Linked DNA regions of Mus musculus: region 1 is linked to region 2. The links are chromatin contacts, called in public HiChIP or PLAC-seq maps. All regions are on one chromosome and are shown on one strand. The core of a region is the stretch at or near the end of the contact, and the rest is flanking DNA. Distances in the headings are between cores, read along the strand shown.

Region 1 (6,964 bases), core at 3,425-5,924, 70 kb before region 2:
CTAACCATACTCACAGTGTTTGCATTGAAGAAATCGAGAAGAAACACCTTGTAGACTCTGCTGTGGGTCCTTATGGCACAGCAGAACCATTTCTAGCATGGATGCAACAGTGAATCTCTCCCAGGTCATTTTCTCCTACTGTGCTACCTCTCTTCAAGACCATCCCTATCAGGATTGCCCAGAGTCCCACCCCTAGTGGATGACTGGCAGAGCCTCCCATGCCCATAAACACATGGTCACCAGCACAGATGCTGCTCATTCACGGGTCCCAAGACCTGTGGGCTGGCCTCCTCTGCCAACCATTCTCCAACTCTTCAAGTCTATTCCACAGAACACTCAAGACCCTGCCCCCATGTCCTGCCTTCAAGGGCCTCATTTCTCTGAACCGATCGGTTCTCCTGAGACAGTCATCATTCCCAAAGCACAACTGTGGTTTTGATTGTTTCCGCAACAAAAAGAATAGATTAGTCATTGACTCTCAGGACGCGAAAGAATCCTCATTATATTTGACTCAATGTGATCATTTTTAGAGAAAATGTCTAAATAACACAGTTAAAGCTACAGAGCAAGGGACAGGTTACTTCAAGACCAGAACATCACCTGTATGACTGTCACACAGAATACATCTGTTCAAAGGGATGCAAACTGACCTGTGAGGGCAGAATGAGGAGTGATAAGAGAGAGACAGATAATTTGGGGAGGGGGCAGGGTGACCTAAATTGTCCTATCACTGCCACTGTGGCACCACATTCCCTAGCCTTGTGGAGATGAAGGCATTTTTGAGGGAATGGCAGGTGTGACACTGGCCTGTGCCTTAGAAGAAAAGAAGTCAAACCTTCTTTCCCTGTTGGAGTGAGTCCCACATGACATATAGTCACAAGGTCCTTCTCCAGTGCTCTGGGATTGCTATGGCAGTCAGAAGACAACCTGTGGAAGCCGCTTTCTCCTTCTGCCTTGTAGGTTCTGAGAACCGACATCATGAGGCCAGCCTTGGCAGGAAGCGCCACTGCCTGCTGAGCCATCTCACTGGCCTCTTGGATCATTTTCAGTACGAGCTCCAACTCATTAGACAGTGCTGCCCATATTCATGTGGGTCTTCCCTCCTCGGTTAAATCTCTCTGGAAACACTCTCACAGACACGCCCAGAGATGAGTCTTGTCGCTTATTCTACATCTAGGCAAATTGATAATACCACCAAAGGGGACAAATCACGTGAAATCATCGCGGTGTCTGTCAGACGTTCAGTAGACCGTCAGCTTCAGAGCCTCAGGGAGAAGTGGGAGGTGGAGACCGATTTAGAACTGGCATTTGGTCTTGCGATCCAGATCAGCTCACGGATACCACGAGAGAAAAAATAGGACATCTAAAGATGGAAGCCTAGGGTTGCCCAAGCTTCAAGTTAGAGATGAAGGAGGGCGACTGACAAAATTACCAGAAAGGAGTGACTCAAGAGAGGGAGGCTGAGGAAGAGAGAAAACTGTTGGGGAAGGGCTTGAAGTCAACCCTGGCTAATCAAGTCGCTGAGGTGATTTGAGCACCTGAGAAACTTGAGCGCTGGGGTTTACTAATCCTCTGGTATCAAGAAAAGAAAGAGCAGGCTGTGGTGGGAGGTCACGGCCCTCCCAAATTTCAGAATGGTGCAAGCCCTGTTTGAGCAAGGATAAACCACGGGTCATCGGGGCAACCTGGCAGCTCTTCACCTTTTGGGTTGTAGGATTGAGATTGATGTGATTTTGTTTGGAGCTTGAAGGAAATGTTACCTTTTTGTGATGCCTGCCTGTCACAGAGCAGTCATCCCACTGCACTGAAAATTACTTCAGAGCAAAGCAACTACGGGAGTGAAACTGGGAATTGGAGGCAAAGCCCACCTAGTCCTTAGGGTCCTGCTGACGTCACCTTGAGGGGAGAGGGCTGCGGCACATGTGAAGGGAGGTTCCTGACATGCTTTTGGCAATAAGTCGTCAGGAAAGAGCAGATGCTCCCGAACCTTGAGTACCACAGAGGGAATTAGGAAATACCTCCCCAGCTATGTCACCCAGTGAAGCACGAGTTACACCATCCCCTTTCCATCTCCAGCATCCTAATTGCACTACAACGTTGGGACCACAATTAGAACCAGAAGCAGGACCCCAGAGGCAGAAACCAGCCAACCAGTCTGAGTCACTGAATTAGAAAAGCACCAGGCCTTTGGAAAGAGAGCCTACTTAGGTATGGGGATCTTTACACTCTGGACATTGTTGGTAAGGAGCTGAATGAGGTTCCAAAAATTGTTTTTGAAGTTATAGTGTAGACAGACACTGAAAAGGCTCTTGAAAGTAAAGATAGCAAGTAATTTCATTCACTCATTCATTCATTCATTCATTCATTCGCCCAATTTGATTTTGGAACACTTTGTGTATCTGAGAAGAGATAGGAGTGATATTTTTCCTCCCAGCACTTACAGTCTAGGCCATAGCTGGGAAAAATAGGATGTCTCCTGCTGTGAGCATGTCAGAGGGGGAACAGGGACACCAGAAGATAAAAGAGAGGCAGCATGATCAAGGGTCAGAAGGCTTCTGAAGTGAAACAGCATCTCAGCTATTGTCTGAAGGCCAGGACAGTCAAGGGACTTGTGTGTTCCTACCACGGGGAGGGGAGAATCCTACAGACATCGGCAGCCAATTGCTAAGGCTTATGTCTTGGAGCTTCCAAGAGCTCTGGGCATTGAGTTAGCTGTCCTCTGCTTCAGTATCCTCACGCAATAACAACACTGCCAATTTCAAGGAGTCTCAAGGACTAAACAGGCTGCAGCACACCGAGTACTAACCTACTCATTGCCTAGAGGCCGAGGAAGCTGAGGAAGGTGCCAGCCATGCCACCCAAGTTCGAAATCTGTTTCAGAACTGTGATTAGAAAATGTATTTCCTAGGGCTTTTCTACTGAATCCCAGACCCTATTTCCTGGCACTGTCTCAGGCTTCTGGATGGCAAATGCACCCACTCCCGGGTCAAGAGGCTCTGCCCTTGAGGTAGAGAAAGGGTGCCAGGGCTTAAGTGAGAATCATGGACTGGAAAGATGGCTCAGAAGGTACAGGAATGGGCTGCAGTGCCTGCGGACCTGAGTTTGATCCATGGGACCCACATGGTAGGAGACCATAGCTCCCCACAGGCTGTCCTCTTATCTCCACACACATGCCATGGCATGTACACATGTGCAGACATGTGTAAATATAAATATAAATGCAATTTTAAAACTTTTAAGGGGAGAACCACTTAAAGTTGACGTGGGAATTTGCTGGAGGGTCTGAGGCACCATCCCAGTTTCCGGTGGGCAGCAGAATTAATTCCCAGGGCACAGGCTCTGATGATGAGTTTACATATTACTCTCCCCATGGGCACAGAGTTCTGTGGCTTTCGGTACTGTCCCAGGCTATATGACCAGCACTGCTATCTGATTCCTAAATGTCTTCATTACCTTAAAAAGAAAACATTTGCCAGGCTCTTGGAGGTGCAGGTCTGAGGCAGAGCTTCTGTTGCAGAAATTGAGGATCTATAATCAGGAAATTCATAAGCATTGTGGATCTGGAGTAAAGAGCTCATTTTCAGGGAATCCCTCGCCTCCCCCATTTCCTACAGCTCCACTTGAGGCCCCTCCCCCACCTCTACTGCCCTTGGGTTACCTCACAGTCATACCATCCTGGCTTCTGGTCTAACGACTGAGAATCTATGTCAGGTATTCTGTTACGGCAACGAGACACACAATGAATATAAGCTCTCCCCCTCTCTCAAAGACACTAAGATCTCCAACGTCACAAGAACACCCATTTTCTGAGAGGACACATTTCCAAGGCAAGATTTACCATGACCCTCTCAAGTTCTCCCACATGGCTGATTCTTCTCCTCTTTTCTTTATTTAGATTTTATAGAAATAGGGGGTTCAAGGCATACGGATTTCCAGTTGGGGAAGATGAAAACACTCTAAAGAGGTGATGGTTACAGCTGGATGTGGTAAGTCTTAATCCCATCAGAGATAGGAGGATCTCTATATGAGTTCAAGGTCAGCCTGATCAACATAGGAAGTTCTAGGACAGCCAGGCCAGTTACACAGAGAAACTGTGCCTTGAAAAGTCAAAAGGTAAGGGAAGAAATGATGGTTGCACAACAATGTGCATGTGCCTAGTGCCACAAACTGTGTGCCTCAAGGCAGTTAGGATGGCATATTGTATGCTATACATTTTTTTTCTTTAACAGGTTAAGAAGTAATATGATTATGCTAGCTTTATGGCTAAGCAGCTCCCTGAATTCTAGAGGGTCTTATAGTTGGGGTACCTTAGCAAGAATTTGAATGTCTTCTGTGAAATGAGTGTGACCTTTTAATTAATTTTTAAAAATTAGCTACAGAGCTGTCACTCTGGTTGAAAGTTCAGGCTGGAGTCTGGTGGCCTGGGATTGCACAGCTCCCAGGGTTTGGGGAAATGGGTAAGCCAAGTCTTTCTCTATGCCTAGGTTTTGTCACCTGAAAAATAAAAACTATTGTTTCTCCATTATAAGGTTGCAAGAAATAAATGAATTAATGTGTCAAAAATCTGGTAGGAGCATCACCTATACTTATTATCTGTCCAAAGTCCTGCTGTCCTGGAGCAGACAACAAATATGCAAATGTGGGTTGTAGATATAGTCAGCAGTCAGAGTACACTGATGCTGTGTGTAAGACAAGGAGCTATAGCCTTATCAGAAACATGGAAACAGGGTTGGGGGAGGAAGAGAGAGGGGAGGGGAAGGGAGGGGAGGATAGAAAGAGAGAAAGAGAGAGAGAGAGAGAGAGAGAGAGAGAGAGAGAGAGAGAGAGAGAGAATCTTCTCCTGGTACAGTCAGAGGCTGACTTAACACAGCCAATCATGAACATTGATGCCTCTGGCCTGCCCTCTCAGACTCCTCTTTCTGAGGAAGACAGTGACTGATGGGGCCCCTGCCCTCTGAGGAGGCCTAAGCCACAGCTCAGGGCAGCCTGCAGTTTCTGTAGCAGGTACTTTTCCTGTTGCCCTCAGAGGAAACATGAATCAGCCACTGTTTGGTTCCATTTCCTGGGAGGCCTCAGGCCCAGGAAATCTGTGGTTTAAGCATCAGTTCAGAGATCAAATGAAATGGCTCTTGGCAGTGGCGTGTGTTGCTAGGACCACTGACAATGTTCTCTGAAGCCAGATGAGTCACGGTGAGCTGGCTCTTCGGCTGTCTTTCTCCTGATTACATTCATCTCGTGAAATGAGTAGAATTTCCTGGCCTCCGGTGACTCTTCCTTAGCTGGGCTGGATGGAGGAGCACATCTGGAGCAGTTTGGGCAAGGATGGAGGGTCCATCCTGTGTGGTTGCCTGCTTGGTACAGCGCTAGAGCAGAGGTCAGGCATGTGTATCCTCACGTGTACTACAACTAGTGAATGCTGGAGTCAGAGACCTGCTCTGACCACTTCTCTCTCTCTCCCTCTCCAGCTACTGAGCAGAGACTGTTGTAACCAGTCTTGGGACAACCAAACTCTTTACCATACATCGCAAAAGGAAAATTAGGTTATAGTTCACCTTATTTATACGGCTATTCTCTATCCTCCCGTGTAATGAAATAATTAAGAAATCTTACAGGATTTTTGCAGAGACAGTTAGATAACATCAGCATGTAAATCATCACCCCTTTGGGCTCCTGTGTATCAAGAGATCTTTCCGTGCATGGATTTATCATGAAGGAGGAAGGGTTTTCCATGACAGAGTAGTAATGTGGTGACCGGTCCAGGATAACAGAGCCTGGCGCAGGCTAAACGAGGATACTGTGATGTTGAAGATACTTGGTGAACAGCCACATACCCACCGCATCTCAGTGCTGGTATCTGTTTTGTGATTTAACTCCATGTGGTTTTGAAAGTCTTTCCTACACAGAAAGCATGGGAGTTGAATCCTACCTCCCAGGACAAGCCGTGATATGTAATTTCCAGGTAGATGACACCCAAAAGATAGTATTTGAAACAGTTCGTAATCTTGGAGTCATCATATAGATGCTATCAGTGGTGATAGTGACATCATCAATGGCAGTGATGGGTGAGAGAGTTCATGTTCAGAACCTCTCAGGTCTCGGGAAGGCACCTTTTCAGGTAGCTTGGGTGATCTACTGACATCTGTTCTAACTTCAACATTCTTTGAGCAAGTGCACACATTTGTGAGTTAGGCTATGGGAATGAAGCAGACTGTGAAAAGCTAGATGCATACCTTATTTAAAAGGGGGAGATGTTATGTAGCTATAACTCTTAGATAACTAGAATTTCCCAGCTGATATATGCACCTGGCTGTATGTGTCTATTATCTATCTATCTATCTATCTATCTATCTATCTATCTATCTATCTATCTACCTATCCATCCATCCATCCATCCATCCATCCATCTACCTATCTAACCCTCTACATATCACCCGTCAATTACTTATCTATCAACATCTATCATTTACTGCAATTATACAATCTATCTATTCATGTAAATGGGTGTATATTTTAATAATTCAAAATCTTGATATGCTCAAGAGGTGTGAAAAATTATAACAATAAATCAAGGACTGTCTCTATTACACCAGACCCACCCACAGCCGCATGTCTCCTTGCCTCAGTCTCAGGCAAACGCTAACTTGCTTTCTGTCTCTGAGCATTTGCCTCTTCTGGGATTGGACATGAACAAGTCATGCACTTTGGGGCCTTCAGCCAAAGGCTGCTTCCACTTAGCATCATGTTTCCCGGGTCCATCACTCCAGGGCACGCATCGATGCTCCATCTCTCTTTCTTGCTGAGGAATATTCTGTCGTGTTGTATTATCTCATTTATACCCCCTTCACCGGTGGCCTGATGGATGTTTAGTCACTTCCAGGTTGGGAGTAGCTGCGAGCCAGGCTGCGGCAAGCGTCTGCGTACAACTTCTTCTACAGATGATTTCACTTCTACTGGGTCCGTAGTC
Region 2 (6,647 bases), core at 3,625-6,124:
GGAACCACAAATGTGAGTAGCTGAGTTCACCCCCATAATGCTTAGCAGTGTGGAAATCCAGGAGTCTAGGGTAAATTGATTCGTTGCTTGCAGCAGTTATTGAACGGAACATCATTTTAGCGAGGAGAGAAACTTATTTTGAAGTGTAGCTTCAGTATAAGGAGGTTGTAAGAACTTGTGTTTTATTATTGATCTCACAAGGACTGCAAGCAAGTAAGAAAAGGAACAGTGGAACAATGGGTTGTTTTCTTTTTATTAGACACTTAATTTAGGACTCTGCAAAAAAGGCATGGTCGTTTCCTGGGTTGTTTAAACTCTGCTGAATCATGTACAAATCACTTAGAATACTCATCATATTTTTGTTGGTGAATTTAGGAATGTAGGAGTTTCCCATAGTACATTCAGTGAAGCCCCATCTGTCGTGGGCATCTATGTTGTTCATCACTGGGTCCACACCTAGGGACCAGGGTGTGTTATATAAACCCAGGAGCAAAGGAAAGGGCTGCCAGTCAGAGTCAGTTTTATTTCCTTATTTCTGGGGAAAGCTGCCTTCAGCCCCAGGCTGAGGTGAGGCTTGTCTCTCCTCCAGCCACACTCAGTGGCATTTCCACCCCAGGCCCTAGGCTCTATGCCTCACCCTGTCACACCTTGGGAAGGTACATTTCTTTTCCTGTAAAGTTCTCCAGAAATGACATAAAATAGATGGACTAGGATTTTCCTACAGTGAAACTGTCTGATGTCTTACCAGATGTTTCTATCCACTGAGATCAGACTGCTGCCTCGGTGTCCTTTTGGCTTCTAATGCTGAATCTCATTTACTCTGCCACCAGCAACAGTTGGTGACTGGTGGAAAGTCACAGCTCAGTTGCAGGAGTCTGGCCTGCTGCTCTTCCCCACACAGTGTGACTGTAGTCAACTGTAAGGAACTGTGTGTTCTAAAATCGATAGAAGAAGATTTTGAACAGTTTATGTATGTGTGTGTCAAAACATCACATTGCACCTGACTGTTCCTACAATTATGATGTGCCAAATGAAAACCAAGGGTTGCTGCTGTTGTGTGTGTGGGGGTGGTGGTGGTGGTGGTGGTAGTAGTGTGTGGTTTTTCAAGACAGGGTTTCTCTGTGTAGTCCTGACTGTCCTGAAACTCTCTCTGTAGACCAGGCTGGCTTGGAACACAAGACATCTACCTGCCCCTCCTAAGAGCTGGGATTAAAGGCACATGCCACCACTGCCTAATTCAAAATAAAGTATTTTTTCTATTGAAAAGAAAGACACAAGGAAAGAACAGTAAAAAGTGGCAACGGATCAGCTTCTGCCCATCCCCACACTTTATCTCTTGACGGCACATCCTCCACTCTAGCTCTTTCCCTGAACCTAGCCCCCCGATCCTTTAATAATGCAAACACCCAGAGTCTGGACCTACTCTTGCTGTCCTTGCACAGTGTTTCTCTGAGAACACGCAGCTCAGCACCAGCCTCCTCTCAGCAGTTTATCCTCCGAGCCTCTGTTCCATCCTCAGGAGACCTTACCAAGCACCCAGCATGAAGGACTGGCTCCCCAGGTCAATTTCAACCACTGCTGTCTAATGACCAGAACTGCAGGTTTAGCATTAGAAACTATCTAGAAACTGTCTCATTTAATTTGCTGTTGGGACAATCTATCTCTCTTTAGAAAATTTATGGGATCCCCATTGTTTTCCAGCACACTGAAGAAGGCTTGGCTCAGAAAATGAAGGCTATCTCAAGGAGCAAAGTCTAAATGAATGGACGGGGACACACACACACACACACACACACACACACACACACACACACACACACACAGGGACCATAAAAGAAAGGAAGTAAGCCAGGATGCCCATGGGGAGGGCGGGGTTCTGCAGCAGGAGGAGCAGTGGTGGGTGAGAAGTAGTATGAAAATGTCAGGTAGGTGTTTTGTTCCCAATTCTAAGAAGGGGCAAAGTGTCCACACTTTGGCCTTCGTTCTTCTTGAATTTCATGTGTTTAGCAAGTTGTATCTTATATCTTGGGTATTCGAAGTTTCTGGGCTAATATCCACTTATCAGTGAGTACATATTGTGTGAGTTCCTTTGTGATTGGGTTACCTCACTCAGGATGATGCCCTCCAGGTCCATCCATTTGCCTAGGAATTTCATAAATTCATTCTTTTTAATAGCTGAGTAGTACTCCATTGTGTAGATGTACCACATTTTCTGTATCCATTCCTCTGTTGAGGGGCATCTGGGTTCTTTCCAGTTTCTGGCTATTATAAATAAGGCTGCTATGAACATAGTGGAGCATGTGTCCTTCTTACCGGTTGGAACATCTTCTGGATATATGCCCAGGAGAGGTATTGCAGGATCCTCTGGTAGTACTATGTCCAATTTTCTGAGGAACCACCAGACTGATTTCCAGAGTGGTTGTACAAGCTTTCAATCCCACCAACAATGGAGGAGTGTTCCTCTTTCTCCACATTCTTGCCAGCATCTGCTGTCACCTGAATGTTTGATCTTAGCCATTCTGACTGGTGTGAGGTGGAATCTCAGGGAGTGTGGACACTTTGCCCCTTCTTAGAATTGGGAACAAAACACCCATGGAAGGAGTTACAGAGACACAGTTTGGAGCTGAGAAAAAAGGATGGACCATCTAGAGACTGCCATATCTGGGAATCCATCCCATAATCAGCCTCAAAAAGCTGACACCATTGCATACACTAGCAAGATTTTGCTGAAAGGACCCAGATATAGCTGTCTCTTGTGAGACTATGCCGGGGCCTAGCAAACACAGAAGTGGATGCTCACAGTCAGCTATTGGATGAATCACAGGGCCCCCAATGGAGGAGCTAGAGAAAGTAACCAAGGAGCTAAAGGGATCTGCAACCCTATAGGTGGAACAACAATATGAACTACCCAGTACCCCCCAGAGCTCGTATCTCTAGCTGCATGTGTATCAGAAGATGGCCTAGTCGGCCATCAGTGGAAAGAAAGACCCATTGGTCATGCAAACTTTATCTGCCTCAGTATAGGGGAATGCCGGGGCCAAGAATTGGGAGTGGGTGGGTGGGGGAGCGGGTGGGGGACTTTTGGGATAGCATTGGAAATGTAAATGAAATAAATACCTAATTTTAAAAAAAAGAAAGAAAATGTCAGGTAGGACTTGTCTCAAGCTGGTTCGTTTGTTCTCATCTTGTTTCTTGTGTGATAGAACCTGGCTCTTTGTCATATCCCCCTTCCACCCAAAATGTGAAGCTCAAAAAGTATTAGCAAGGAGGAGTAGATGTAGCTCTTAGTATGGGTCAAGCTCTCCCCTCTACTCTCATGTGTACTACTTCATGCAAGAGCTTCCTATGGTAGGTGCTAACAGCGTGAGAATGATAAGTTAAACCATACAAAGTCCCACAGCCACTGGTAAGGGTTTAGGGACAGGAGCTGACATGAAGTCCCTTGTCTTAAGCGTTCATATTGTTAACTATCACACTAATGCAGAAGCTGGTGACCAATTGGAAAGTAAAGGCAGCAAGGACCATCTCACGGCACAGTGCACAATGATAGCGACCCTGAGAGGCACCCCAGAGCTTCCAACTATGTTACCACAAGTCCCTGTCCCCCCCAGATCTGCAGTGTTCTCTCCACTTGCATGCTCACACACATCCTCCCACTATAGAGACAGTGCAGCTGGTGGGTTATTCTCCCTGCCTCATTTTGATACTCCAAGGAGAACGCTGATATTATATATTAGGATTGCGGAGTGAGGTTGGGGGAGGGGGAGCAGGTAGTCATGAGAGACATAAGATTTATCTTCCTAATTTCTTTTGTTTCTCCAAAGGAAAAGTTTGGTAACTCCAACTAAGATCTTTCCTGATGGTGAGAACATCGCTTAACTCTCTAGCTTGCTCCTTCTTTGTGCCTGGGAAGAAAAGGACACTGTCGTGAGCTCATAGGATGGTTCAGTGGATAAAGGGGCTTGCTGCCAAGCCTGACAACCTAGTTTGATCCCTGGGTCCCACATGGTAGAGAGAGACAGCAAATTGTCCTCTGGCCTCAACATGTGTGTCATGGCCAAGTGTGTGCCCATGTATGTACACACATATGTAAAGAAGTGCAACAACACTTTGAAGTGTCCCATAAAGCAAAGACAAAAGTATAAATTAGAAATAGCAAAGAAGCCAAAGCAGATAACATCCTCCAATATCAATGAACAGGAACAAAAGAAAGCTTGAAAATGCTGGCCATTTGGAAGAGGGATATCGAAGGTCTTGGCATGTACATTTTGCCTTTGCAATGCCTTAAGTGATAAATATTTGTCCTCTTAGCCCCTGCAAGTGAAGGACTAGACATCCTTTGAGGAGATAATCTGTACTTACTAGCCCTGACTTCCAACTCCCCTCTTTTAGTTGCTATCCTGGTTAATGTTGGGTATGTCTATGGGTCTCTCTCTTCTGAATGGGGTAAACATCTGCAATGACGAATGTTGGGTAGCTCTGGCTCCTTAGAGTCTCAGGAGGGACCTAGCACATTATTGAATACATTCTACCAAAGATCTGCACCATAGGCTCTGGGCTAGGAATAATACTGTTAATGTGGTTTAGGTGCTGGCTGTGAGAGCCAACGTTTTGTTTGATACACTAGAATATTTAACTGATATTCACACACTAGATTTTTGCTTTAGCCTTGAGAACAAAGTATAACTGTCACACCTAGAAACATTTGAACTTGAATATTAATCCTAGAAGGCTCTTCAGCATCTTCCAGGATGTCCCCTCTAGAACAGAGGAGGAGGAGACTCTGAAGTAACACACTGCTATAGTTGCTTAATGACACATGGCTCATCTGAACACCCAGCATTACACCCCTCACCCCACACACCACCACCATCATATCTACATGCCCCAGCTTCCTCCAGAACCTCACGAACCAACCACAGCTGCAGCCACACGCCAGCCCTAAGGTACCCATTTACAAAAAGTCCAACCTGGAGGTGGAGTGGAAAGTATTGAAGCGCTAATGTAAAACTCCCCTTGACCTCATGGCCTCATTTATCAAATGTCCTATTACTTTCATTTCCTTTAGAGATAACTTGATGGCAGGATGTCTGCGCCTGCTGTCTCCTCCTGTTGTCACTGTCTAGCAAGTCAAGGGCCCTGCTAGAAGTCTCTTTAACCCCAGACATTGGCTTTGGTGGCCACTGCTTTGCTGACACTGTTTACCAATGGCCACCAATGGAGTCACTTTATTAAAGATGAGGGTGGATTGCCACTATGTTTGTTCATCATCTTTCTGGGGTCCTCGGAGACTTCTGATGCTGTGAGTGAGTTTCTTCTTGTTTTGAAGCAAGCATCCTCCACTTTCATGTGCACTTGCTATTGCTAGGTGCCTTCCTCTTTCTCTGGCTCCTTTTGCCATCTCTGCTATCCATATAGCTACCTAAGATTCTTAAGTCTCCCTAGAGTTTCTCTTATCTTCTGTTTTAGTCCCCTGTTGCCACAACAAACCAACCAAAACTTTGTGGTTTCAAACTGCAACAAATTCTTGTCCCTAAGATCCTGTGGCTTAATTAAGTGCTCATGTGTCTGTGGTATTGGCGAGGGAGTCAGGGTGGGGATGGTAGTGGTGGTGGATGGTTGTTCAGAAATAGCCTTACTAACATGGCTGGACATTAGTTCTAGCCACTGGCTGGGAGCTCAGGTTGAACTGACAGTTGATGGCCTGAGCCTCCCTTCAAGAGATCTTAAGCAATCTCCCCATTCTGCTTCTTGAAAATGGGCCTGTGCTTTACCAGTGCTCCCAAGGATAAAGCTGCCAGTGCTCATCAGGCAGAGGGATTCAAAACTTCCGGATGCCCCTGCTTGGTCAAGACAAGCACACAAGGAAGAGAGCTACATCTTTATGAGGTGGCATTTCAGGCAGAGAGAGGGAATGGGTGGCAGACACAGGTGATAATCTGTCATGGTTACCCTTCTGCCTTTGACAGTGGTTAGCACTCGCACCTGCCCAAATCCTCATTCCATGATGGAATCAGCTCCAAGTCGTCACTATAATATAGCAGTCTCTCCTCTACTCCCTAATACTGTTTCTCAGCAGTTGCTTCTGTGTGGTTGCTAAAGGAGGAGGCATCATGATCCCTCTGGGTCAAGATGGCAAGTTATATCACAAACGAAGAACCTGTTGTGGGAGAGGATGCAGAAGAAAGCCATAAAGTCGAGAGCACACAGGACGGGCAAGCACCACTGTTGTGAGCAATTCTGGAATTCCACTGGGCACATGTTACCATTTTGCCCTGACGCCTGGGCCAGAGAATGTCCCTGGATTGGTTGTGTGTTTCTGCTTCTTGTGAGTAGTTTTCCATGGCTCTTGGCAATTCCTTGAGGATTCCTGGCTTTTCCTTCTGAATCCTCCTTCCTTTCCTGTAAGAAATACCCTGTGAGCTGGGTGTGGTGGTGCATGCCTGTCATCTTAGAACTCAGAAGGCAGAGACAGGAGAATCACTGCAATGCATGGCCAGCCTGCTCTTAATAGCACATTCCAGCAAGAGCTACATAGTAAGACCCTGTCTCAAGAAGCCCCAATCCAAACCAAACTGACAAAGCCAAATGTCCGTTGTGTTTAGTTGAGGTGCTCTCTTAGGCTTCTTTCTGCTTGGAGGATGTTC

What was found. HiChIP or PLAC-seq counts read pairs in DNA pulled down with a chosen protein or histone mark.
Region 1: a contact with region 2 is called in a BATF HiChIP or PLAC-seq map of CD8 T cells, with 90 read pairs. The contact joins two enhancer-like sites. A contact is called at or near these places in 1 of 15 datasets of contacts at CTCF or cohesin (the NIH/3T3 cell line), 18 of 484 Hi-C or Micro-C datasets (the 3T3-L1 cell line, the Ba/F3 cell line, the C2C12 cell line and 13 more), 8 of 115 datasets of contacts at active chromatin or transcription factors (CD8 T cells, Th17 cells, embryonic stem cells and 4 more) and 1 of 9 other capture datasets (bone marrow-derived macrophages).

The regions. Positions count from the first base shown.
Region 1 is chr5:53,489,036-53,495,999 of GRCm38.p6, reverse strand. No RefSeq gene overlaps it. Among named protein-coding and RNA genes, the nearest start is that of Gm40304, 55 kb to the left of the region's middle. Within about 2 kb of position 4,674, at least 146 of the 459 cell types and tissues checked have an H3K27ac peak or open chromatin away from gene starts, as enhancers often do. A contact at or near this core is called in the Ba/F3 cell line, CD8 T cells, the HPC-7 cell line and 6 more, where this site is marked.
Region 2 is chr5:53,419,833-53,426,479 of GRCm38.p6, reverse strand. No RefSeq gene overlaps it. Among named protein-coding and RNA genes, the nearest start is that of Gm40304, 120 kb to the left of the region's middle. Within about 2 kb of position 4,874, at least 42 of the 459 cell types and tissues checked have an H3K27ac peak or open chromatin away from gene starts, as enhancers often do. A contact at or near this core is called in the Ba/F3 cell line, CD8 T cells, the HPC-7 cell line and 6 more, where this site is marked.